2 separate regions of the Danio rerio genome follow, and region 2 is linked to region 1. A link is a contact called in public HiCAR-type data. All regions are on one chromosome and are shown on one strand. The core of a region is the stretch at or near the end of the contact, and the rest is flanking DNA. Distances in the headings are between cores, read along the strand shown. Region 1 holds the start of ciartb (circadian associated repressor of transcription b). Region 2 holds the start of usp3 (ubiquitin specific peptidase 3).

The links. HiCAR-type assays count read pairs that join an accessible place to other places.
Region 2: a HiCAR-type map of caudal fin shows a contact between it and region 1, with 2.9 times the contacts expected there. The contact joins the promoter of usp3 here to the promoter of ciartb in region 1. A contact is called at or near these places in 1 of 18 Hi-C or Micro-C datasets (caudal fin) and 1 of 4 datasets of contacts at active chromatin or transcription factors (caudal fin).

What each region holds. Positions count from the first base shown.
Region 1 is chr25:29,016,258-29,021,814 of GRCz12tu, forward strand. ciartb (circadian associated repressor of transcription b) reads right to left here and starts at 2,497. Exons shown (of 7, transcript XR_012400443.1): 1 at 2,355-2,497. It overlaps LOC141380998 (a long non-coding RNA gene), which reads left to right and starts at 2,658. Exons shown (of 3, transcript XR_012400444.1): 1 at 2,658-2,908; 2 at 3,006-3,048; 3 at 3,395-4,518.
Region 2 is chr25:29,097,301-29,103,030 of GRCz12tu, forward strand. usp3 (ubiquitin specific peptidase 3) reads right to left here and starts at 1,260. Exons shown (of 15, transcript NM_001199871.1): 1 at 920-1,260. The coding sequence starts at 1,010. si:dkeyp-73b11.8 reads right to left here. Exons shown (of 6, transcript NM_001386683.1): 2 at 3,871-4,062; 3 at 3,443-3,619; 4 at 3,325-3,369; 5 at 3,173-3,248; 6 at 2,711-3,074. The coding sequence ends at 2,945.

The DNA.
Region 1 (5,557 bases), core at 1,247-3,746:
AAAACAACATTACACAATAAAGATTGTGCTTGTGTAAAACTGTTTAATTGTAATTTGATATTCACACTCTATTGTATGCAGTGGCAGGAATGTAAGAAGGCAGCATTTATTTATTTACAAATAAAAAAGATTAAGCTTAAACACTTTACAGTCTGTTTAGCATAAATTTTACTCTTCATTGCAAATGCAAATTGTTTATTTTGACTGCATCTAACTAAAAACAACACTTGTAAATGTAGGTACACATACATTTTTTGTGTTAAAGCAGGTGACAAAACCCACATACAGAGTCCCACTTGTTTATTCAGTGTGACTTGCTACAGACTTGCATGTTGCAGGCATGGTGGTCACAGAACACAGGCCTTAGAACGAAGTTCTTTTTGATATTGCCATTGCTTCTGCAGATATTTTTTTCTGCTTGCATTACTTCATCAGTTATTTAAAACTCATAATAAACATACCCCGAGGAACACATACAAAATGAATTTGTACAAAATTATTTTTAACAAGAGTATGTTAAAAAATGCATTTGTTACACACAAACAAATGCTCTGTGCTCCTGAAGAGGTGAGCATTATGCATCTTAGAAAATGAATACTCCATAAACTGAATAAAAAAAAAATATTTGTCAAAGTTATATAAATTATGTAAAGTATTACTTGATACTAAAATCTAGTTTTTAATTAGACCTAATACTACACATAACATTTCATCAAATGATCAACAGATTGCCAACAGAAATATTATATTATTTTATAACTTTTGCAGCTATTAGACTCATTTTCTATTTAATTATAATGTTTAAATACTGTGTTTTAGTGACATTTTATTGCTGGATTAGCTTTTCGAATGGTCACACTTGGATGTACCAAAACATTTTCTAAAGATTTGGAATAAAGAAAAATAAAAAATAGGCTACTAACTTTTAAAACACAAATTCACTATATCAGGGGTGTGAATTAAAAACTGTAGAATGCAGTTTTTAAATAATAATAATAATAATAATAATAATAATAATGAAGAGCTTTGTGACTTTTTCTAGCCTCTCCTTTAAAAAAGTACCTTTGAAAACAACAACAGCCTAGTAAGTATTATGATATGGGCCACCTTTGGTGCTTAAAATAAGGTACAAGATTTAGAATAAAAGTGACTTGTAAAATGTTTTATTTAACAATACCACAATAATATTCAACTTTACTTGCATCAGATTCCACTTGGTCTTAAAGCCTTTTTCGATGGGATATTTTGATAATTTATGATGGCACAACAGTCAAAATAGGACAAATAAGCTAATGTAAACATATGTACAAATAAGCTAATGTATATACATGTAACAAATACTGGACCTTTGTCAGTAGGGGGTTGGGTCTTTTGAACCAAACCACCAAGGGTACGGACCTGTTTATTTGTCCATTCCTGGTCGGTATGGCTGTAAACAAATGGACTGCTGAACAAGAGTTCTTCCCTGCCAATAAAGCGCATTATGTAATAGCTTTAACTTTACCTCAAGCACGGGACTAATTGGCTTTAGAACGGTAACAAAGATCAGCTTTTCTAAATGGGTTTAATTGCTGACCAGTCTTTTTCTGTTTTCACCAAAAAAATGTTCTAGCAAGATAGCACGACTACCGCTAGCAAACGAACTATATATCATATCTATAAAGTGCACAACGTTACATCAGATCAAGTTTGTATAAAAAACTAGTTAGATAAAGTATTGAGAAAATCTTTATTAGTTTGAAGAAACAGAAAAAAACTACAAAACATTGAAATGTTTATTTTCTCACCATTTACGTTTGCTTACTATTGTTAACGTAGAGAGCAAATAATGAACGTGACTATAAAGTTTAACGTTTTTTTGTGGAACAACAAGACGACGTGTTTCGAGTACGCCCCGTAAATAAATATCGGTTGCTATGAGCAACATGTGTACCAATAAAGCGACTGGAGAATAAATTTACCTGTCTGATAATAAGGGTGGGGCCCTGACAATGACTACTTCAATGCACTCTTCCATGACGAAATCATCGTGGTTTGGGCCTATTCAACGTATTACAGAATTTGTTCAATATTCTAGTGAATAAGTGAATAAGTTACAAGTACGAAACGGAGACGATTGCAGTCACGGACTAGGTATTTCTAAATACCTGCTTGACAAATTCACCAATCGAATTGGATACATTAATACATTAAATAGATTAGTAAATATGAACTCAGTTTAACATTAAATCATAAAACAAATAATATAATGCACAATTTTCTTCCTTATACAAAAGGCGGATGCCTCAATCAAGCAGCGCCATTTTCTAATAAACAAATACATTTAGAGAGTTAATATAGAGTGTTGATCCTACCTCAAGCCAGAGAGGACGAATAGTCACTCTATCCTTTGTTTTCAATAAGAATATCCACAGGCAACTTGATCGAGAATCTGATGAGGTGTACGTGGTTTTAGTGATGTAGCCCTGCAGTTGTGTGGCCCCGTGTTACTTCTCCCAAGGCAACGTGTCTGTGAGGGCGGTACAACAACGCTGGGCTTTCCGATTTGTGCGTCCAGATCTGAATCTGGCAAATAGAGTTTGCGTTGAAAGCGAGCTTCTGCTGATAGGAGAGACAAGCCTACATATTTAAATAATATGTAAATTTACAAAACACGTGGACACGCGGATCTGTTTCATTCTAGCAGGCGGACAGAATGTCAACGCCGAGGGAATTTTATTCAGTTTTTTTAAATACATGTTGTACGTCATCGCTCGAATGGGATGACGCAAGCGAAGCAGACTCCAGCTTCTATGTTAGTGTTATGTTGGTTTAATTAAGTAAGACTTTTATTCGATTGTGTTACGGCTGGAGTGTGAATTCTTGGGGATTTTAGAAGGGTTACCGCAACCCCACAAGGGGGTATAAAGTTAGTAAAAAAAATACGTGTATTTTCACATTTATAATCATTTCAGAAGATTCTAATCTAAAGATAACGAATTAAGAGCAAATATTTCCTTTTGCAGGATCCCAGATTTGCCATTTCTCTTCTCAGATACGTTTCGGAAGGTAGGCTATGTTGAAAAGTAATGACAGTTGTCTTGTATCAGTTTATTTACAATCGTTTTGCTTATAATTAATTTATATAAAAATTAGTTTATAGGCTATATTAGATATTTTGATAAATGACATTTGGATAAAAAAAAAAAAAAACATTTGCATGCACCACAAGACAGCAGCACATGTGTCTAAAGAGCAATTCAATGTGCACATTGCTGTAGTGATTCTCTGTTGCATTGGATAAACATTATCCTTATGTGCCCCAGACCAAACTGAATGAGTGAGGCTGAGACCATTCTCTGTTTTGTGTCAGTTGCACACGTGATGCCTTTACAGTTGTGTTGTATTTACACAGGTTGTGGAATTTTCATGGTAAGGAGGTAGAAGGAAAAACGTACTGAAGTGGTTCATTTACTGAGCAAAGAATGTTGCACCTTCTCTAAACACCCACAGCAGGTGAAGTTTTGTTCCTATATTCCATCCCATATTGCTCAGTGCACTTTTGTTATTTAAAACACAGGCTGGTCTGCATCACTGAGATTTTCATGCTCATGCCATTGTGGAGAGCAAATTGTTGAATATGATATTGATGGATCCAATGATCCAGTAAGCACTAAAATTAACTAAAGTCGTACATAATTTAATAGGTGTCTTTTTTGTTTGTTTGTTTGCAAGTGGGGGGGGGGGGGGTATACTTGTTGGAGTACAGACAAATATTCAATGCCTGGATCCAATGAGTCAAAGTACACCTCCCCGGAAACCGTGAGCACTTGTTGGAAAAAAAAGAAAGAGAAAAATTTGCTCTTCTCTCATTCTCTGATTGTATTTAACAAACCTGGAGATTTTTGTTTGACGTGGAAGCTAAATAAAATTATAAAAACATCATAATAAAAGCTCTATTTCATAGGTCAGTTAAGATTACTTTATTTATACTCGAAGGTAGATTTGGTTTGCAGTCAAGAGTCTTCATCTCACAACAGTGCCACTCAAAAAAGCTCACATAACAACAACAAATGGACATAAAACAGTGTGTACTCGGTTTTTCTTCAGACCTAACAAAATTTTTGTAAATTTTCATCCCAATTGATGTTAAGGCAATGGGTCTATATATATATATACCTAAATTGATATAAGTTTTTTCTACTCTTTGTATAGACCACTGATCTGTAACTGTCTATTTTAATTATAGAGGTTATATAGGCTATACAAAATGTAGAATATATGGCATAGGGCATTTGATATAAAAACAAAATAACAGATCAAAGTTTATTGTGTCCCAGACAAAAATGTGAAATTATGCCTACATTTTGTAAAATTCTATGAGAATAGGAAATTGTGTAATAATGAGCAAGACTGAGCAATTTTGTTGCATTTCATTTTAAGATGCGCCCACCAAAAATTAAGAGCAACGATAGTTTAAATTTTACTATAACAGATTAATTGCATTTGAAAGCAACACTAAAATATATATATACATATAAAATAAATAAAAATAAAAACACATAATCTGCATGCACCCACCATCCCTGCATGCACTGCTGGACATGAATGAGATCAACTGGATTGATGATAATCTAACTACATTGTTATGGATGTTGTCTGATATTGCACAGATGATATTGGCATATAACTTATTATTTGCACACATCATGTTAGCCACAATGCGTTTTTTTTTTCTTCATGAGTTGCAATATTAGTATAATCCTATTGAATGCAAGCCCTTTTGCAATGGTGTATGCAGTGTAAATTTTCGATTTAGCTGCCACTTTTAGGGTTGACAGCATCTTGACGATTAAATGAAGTATTAACCTCTCCCACTTAAATTGTGTAGATGTGTGTGACTGTCTTGCCTGGGCTGTCTTTTTACTGTTCAATGGAGACAGTGTGTGTTAATAGTTTCTGGTTAATAAAGAAAATAACCATTTCCACAGCAATGCCTCATTAACTCTATTACCCCACGCACACTGTAGATGGCGTTGTCCCTATTTAAGCATAAATTTAATATACTTTACTCCATTACATGTGGCAAACGCTGTTACCGGCAAACTCTGTCCCATAGGCTTTACAGGGAATGTGTTTAGATATTTTTTACAGAGGACTTCAAGTCACTGGAGGTCTTATAACCTTTATTTAACCAGGTAAGTCAATTAAGAACCAGTTCTCATTTACAAGGATGACCTGGCCAAGAGGCAACATAAAAAACAGATACAGTACAAAACAGCAGAAACACTATACAATAACAATTTTACAAATGCAGATAATAACATATAAAACTAAGGTCTCTTCAGATGGCGAATTACAAATTCCCCTATGGTCATTATCAGAAGCACCATTATTTGTAAGTTTGGGTGTTTTTTTAAAACAAAATATGTCACTTCTATTTTTGTCATTCTGTCATCTTCAACCTTTAATATCATCTACTCCATTGTAAACATGCACTTGATTGACATGCATGTTAGTTCTAGAGCAGTGGGCCAATCAGAAAAGCTTGAAGTTTGGGGCAAACATTGCAGGCTTT
Region 2 (5,730 bases), core at 10-2,509, 80 kb after region 1:
TGGTCTTCTTGACCTAATCAAGCCCTATATATATATGTATATTTATACATTTCAGTTGTCTAAATAGGTAATAGTGCCCCTGACATTTCCCCTCTACTTCTTGCCTAAGCCTTGTTTTATATGAAAAACCTGCTGATGAGAAAACAGCTGATCAGACAGACACTATGCTCCACTTTATAGGTTTACTTCTCTGAGACCTAATGGATAACTATAAAGTTATTTTCAACCATTAATGTCTTTCTTATTTGTTCTCAGAAACATTTTCCCGCAAGGCCTGTAATATACTAAGCCAATAATTACAATTTGCAATAGCTAGTGAATTCATTGAAACCAGCTTACCACTAGACTAAGTTGCGAAAATGTTTGCATTTATTTCCGGTCTATGTAAATAACACTACATAAACCGCTTTATATTTTGAACAGTGCTGCACATAAAAGTAATATTAATAACTTCCTGTAAAATCAACATTTTCAACAATCTACATGCAAGTGTTACAAATTTTCGGTCTATGAAAAGCCATCAGCTAAACAAGCGATACAGTAAATGTGACATCAGTTTTATGTCCTTGAAAAAACAAACAAAATGTAAAATATGTTCAAAGAACAACAGTGGTGTCAGACTGAACTGAGCAAGTTTGAATGTTGTGTTAAGCTAACGTTACTTGAATTGGGTTATAATTAAATGCAGTTACTTTCATTGTAAAATTTAACACAATTACATTACGTGTTTAATATACGTATACGATGATGTCTTCTTAAAATTATTAGTTTTATTAGCACCAATGTGTAGTCTCACTGCGCGATCTGCTGTGAGCAATGAAGAATTAGCCACTTCGGCTAACGAGCGTAACGTTACAGGAAACTGACTGAAATGCTGATTATAAGAGATAGCCACCATTACCATGTGTATTTAACTCACCGGAACAGCACCATGAAGAAGGGGAACCGTTGGGGAACCGGGTGAGATCCACTGTCATGCAGACACTGGAGTTGAGGTGAGGACACTCCATGAATCTGTGAGCTAGCTACACTAGCTAAGTCTACGTTTAAATGATTACTGTAATTATTAAATTTTTAAAATGCAAGTTGAGAGGCACAAAATACGTTTTCAAATGGGTGATTACTTTTACGTTTAAATGTGTGAGCTATATTGCTGGTCTGTTAAATGAAACAGTGTTGTTATGGGTTAAAATAGCAGACATGCACGCACAGACTCAGGCTGTTTCAAAACCTACCAAGTTCCCTAACTATACATCAAAAATGCTGTCTAAAAAGAGAACTTCTTCTTCGGTTTTACGGCGGGAAGGACCAACGTTTAAGGGATATTATCGCCACCTACTGTGTTCAGCTCTAAAAAGCAGAGAGAGCGCAAGAAAGATGCCCTTGGGGCGAGAAAAGACATATGTTGCGTTCTAGTAAAACGAAACACGTTTTCTGCTCCACAAATAATTAAATATTTTTAGGCTTAAGGGAAGTTGCTGCATAATGATACATATTCTAATATTTGGGGGGAAATATGGCTATTTTCCAATATTTTGATTTTGTACATTGGCTATATACCATATGTTTATATGTGAAATCCAAACTCAAACGTGTAGATTTTGTTTTAGCATATGTGTAACTTGTATATTGCCATCAGATTTTTTAATGGATAGAGAAAGCAATAATTATTATATCACCTTCTGTTCTACTAATATTGCAAAATATCTAAAAATGTGTGAGCTTTTTATGTAAAAATATGGCAAACAATCTAATATAAAATATTTGCTAAATGTTCAATTGTTTTGTTTTCATTTCACGTGTATTTTTTTTTTCTTATTTACTTGGTATTTTAATTATGTACTTAGCCTATTCAATAATTTTCTTTTTTGGCTTAGTCCTTTAACCTGCTGGGGTTGCCACAGCGGAATGAACCGCCAACTTATTCTGCAAATGTTTTATGCAGCGGATGTCCTTCCAGCTGCAACTCATATTGGGAAACATTATACACTCTCATTCAAACACATACGAACGATTTTAGCTTACCCAATTCACCTATAGTGCATGTCTTTGAACTGCGGGGGAAACCAATGCACTCGAGAAAACCCACGCGAACGCAGTGAGAATATGCAAACTCCATACAAAAATGCCAACTGACTCAGCTGAGGCTCAAACCAGCAACCTTCTTGCTGTAAGGCGACAACACAACCTATGTCACCCATACCGCTATAACAAAACTATTTGACCTGTGTTGAATTTTAATTATAACAAGTCTTTTTTAATGGAATATTATATGCCAGTAAAATATATATTTTTTGTTCTGAATTCCTAGACTGCATATCCTGTCTTTAAATACGGTTTCAAGTTTGTTCTTATCTCAAAGTGTCTCAACAGCTTGAATCTACAAGGTTAGACTTCATTATAAATAGAACAAGGAATCTGTTTTCTCTGGGAATTTTGCAATACTGGTTATGAATATGTTAAGTGGCTCAGTGATTAGCCCTGACACCTCACCGCAATAAGGTTGCTTGTTTGAGTCCTGACTGGACCAGGAGGACTTTTTGTGTGGAGTCTGCATGTTCTCTGTGTTTGTGTGGGTTTGCTCCATGTTCTTTGTTTACCCCACAGTGCAAAGACATGCGGTATTGGTGAATTGGATAAATAAAGTTTATGGAGGCCACTGTGCTTTTTAACTTTTCAAACACAAGCAAACAATGTGCAGTTTTATAATTCAAACAATTTAATACCTTACAGACATTTTTTATGCATTGTGTATTTTAATATGGCAGACATATATTACAACGTAAATTAGAAAGATAAAAAAATATATAGTAGAAAAAAGAATAAAGCAAATAAGCAACACACATATTTTGTACTTTTTTTTATTTGTCAAATTAACCTCTTCTACAAAAGTAAACAATGATCGGCCTGAGTGTTCAATGTACAAATGTGAGTTCAACGATTTTTAAGTTTGGATTGTAGAGATTTCAAGAGTGGCTGGCTGTGCTTCCCCTCCTTCCATCTCAACTGCCTGCTCCCTTAGTGGTTGCTCTGTTGACTTTCCATCTTTTTTCTCACGTTTCTTTGAGCTAGGCCTGTAAAATTGAAAGAATTGTTTGAAATGGTATGTTGTCTAACTGAAGTATAAACATTTCAAATGAAAATTAACACAAACATAAATAAAATGACATACTTCTTGACAGCAAAGACGATCACCACAATGAGAATAATGGCACCAATTAGACCGAACACTACACCCAGGATAATTCCTATTGGGATAATTATAAGTCAGCATCATTTCATTAATAATGTGAATGAAAAAGATCATTTTCAAGTTTCACTTACCAACAGGTACATCAGATTCACCTGAATGGTCCTCATGGCCTTTATCTATTCAAACAAATATACATTTTTGTCATATTCATCTTAAGGTTAAATAACTATTGTAATATTAATTTTGTACCTGCTGAGTTGTAACAAGTGGCATTGCAACGATTAAGTGATAGGAATCGGTTTCCATTGCCCACACAACCAGTCCAATAGAACGGCTTGCATGTGTGATGCTCGGGGCTGTAGTAATACCGAAGATAGTGACCGAAACATTGTCCTGGCTCTCTGGGAAGCACGCAAATCTGTTTTCCTGTAAAAAAAAAAAAAAAAAAAAAGAAGAAGAAGGTGACATGCGGGGAAAAAGTTGTTTTTTTACCACAGGGTGGCAGCATTTTCTTAAGTTAATAAATCATGTATTTAAAGCATTGTTGATCCATAAATTAATGAGAAAATGAAACAATCTGCATCAAAATGAAGAGAGAGAGAGAGAGAGAGAGAGAGAGAGAGAGAGAGAAAACAATTGGCACAGTATTGTAGACACATTTGTTCATAGAAAATTACCATCCATAGGGAACAGCTGATCAGCTCGGTGTGAACAGTTTCTCATGCACTGCTTCTCAGTTATGAAACGGTTTGAATTGCCACCCTCGCCATTGTATCGAAAAGGATAACAGCTGTCTTTATCTGCATCATAATACATATAAACCACAACGTCGTTTCCTGTCCCTTCATCTTGTTTGAGAGTGCAGGCCTCTATTTTGGAGGGAAAAGGTAGAATGAATTGCATTTCGTTAATGTCCAACATTCTGTCCAGCAATCGATATTTTAAAAATTCTCATGTGTAGGCTACAGTTCATTAGTGCCTGGCTTCTTTTTCAGTGTTGTTAAATCCAGAAGTACTTTCAATTAGGCTATTCTTATTTACCTATAAATAAATAAATAAATATATATAGGCTCTTATTTATCAGTGGTCGCCACAGCGGAATGAATCGCCAACTATTCCAGCATATGTTTTACGCAACGAATGTCATTCCAGTCGCAACCCATTATTGGGAAACACCCATACACTCTGACATACACTCATACGCTATGGCCAATTTAGATCATCCAAAGCACCCAGAGGAAAGTCATGCAAACACGGAAAGAATATGCAAACTCCACACAGAAATGCCAACTGGCTCAGCTGGCACTCAAACCAGTGACCTTCTTGCTGTGAATCGACAGTGTTAACCACTGAGCCACTGTGCAGCCCATATATCTATATATAATTAAGTACAATAACATAAAATTAAAACATAATGTGAACACAAATCAAATAAAATAAATAATATGAAAAGTTCTTTTATATATATATATAATCTTTTTTAATTTAGTTTTTCATTAAAAGAAGATGGTGAAATGTTGATCATAGGCGATGTAGTTTTTCCTGCAAATTCTTTCCCCACAAATTATTAAAAAAATATGTTAAAACAAAGAAAACAGGTTGATTTATCAAAAGCTAAAACGATTGATTAATGATCCTTTAAAATCAGTTTTACCAGTTTTTTTTATTTCGAAATAAATAAAGTATTATAACATCAGTGAAAAGGGGATGCTCTTGCTGAATGAATAATGTGTAACTAGTCTGGGCACACCTAGTTTTTATGACAGTTGTAAATGTTGTCATTTTTTATAATATGTTAATGATTGCTAGCGATTTACACCTGGACGGCAGTGGCTATGTATTGCCTATAAACCTCAAGACAACAGGGCTGTACACATTAAAATAGTAAAAGATGTCAATGTTATAGTCACATAGATTGTTAAATTACATAGAACAGTTCAGGAGTGTTAAATCTGTTCAAATTGTTCAGTTCCAGTGTGTTTGTGTGTTCTCCACTTTTAAAAATAAAAGTTCCAGAAGTTTTATTTACACTGATGCCTTAAAAGAAATATTTTGGCTTTCACAAAACCATTTTTTTTAGTTTGAGGACATTTTATTGCTATTTTAAATAAAGAACTTTATATGGAATTACACATTTCTATAGGTGTTAAGGTTCTTCTTTGAAGCCACAAGGCCAATGTAGAGCATTTTTAGGAGAGCAGTTCTGTGCTGTTCTTTGAAGATTAATCTTTAAGTTCTTTTTTTTCACTTTTTTATTTCCATTACGGTTCTTTTAAATATTATTCACAATATATATATTCACAATATATATATTCACAGAATATATTATTTTTTAAGAATTTTTCATCATCACTTTAAATGTAAATTCAAAATGTACATGTTTTAATTATGCTTTCATAATTTTACTTTTATAACTATAAAAGAGGATTCAATTATATCAGGGTTGTGTCTGTTTCTCTTTCAGTTTATGGAGTAAATTTGAATTGAATTGGCCACACCCTGCAGGGAGTTGAATTGTAGTTACAGGAAGTTGACTT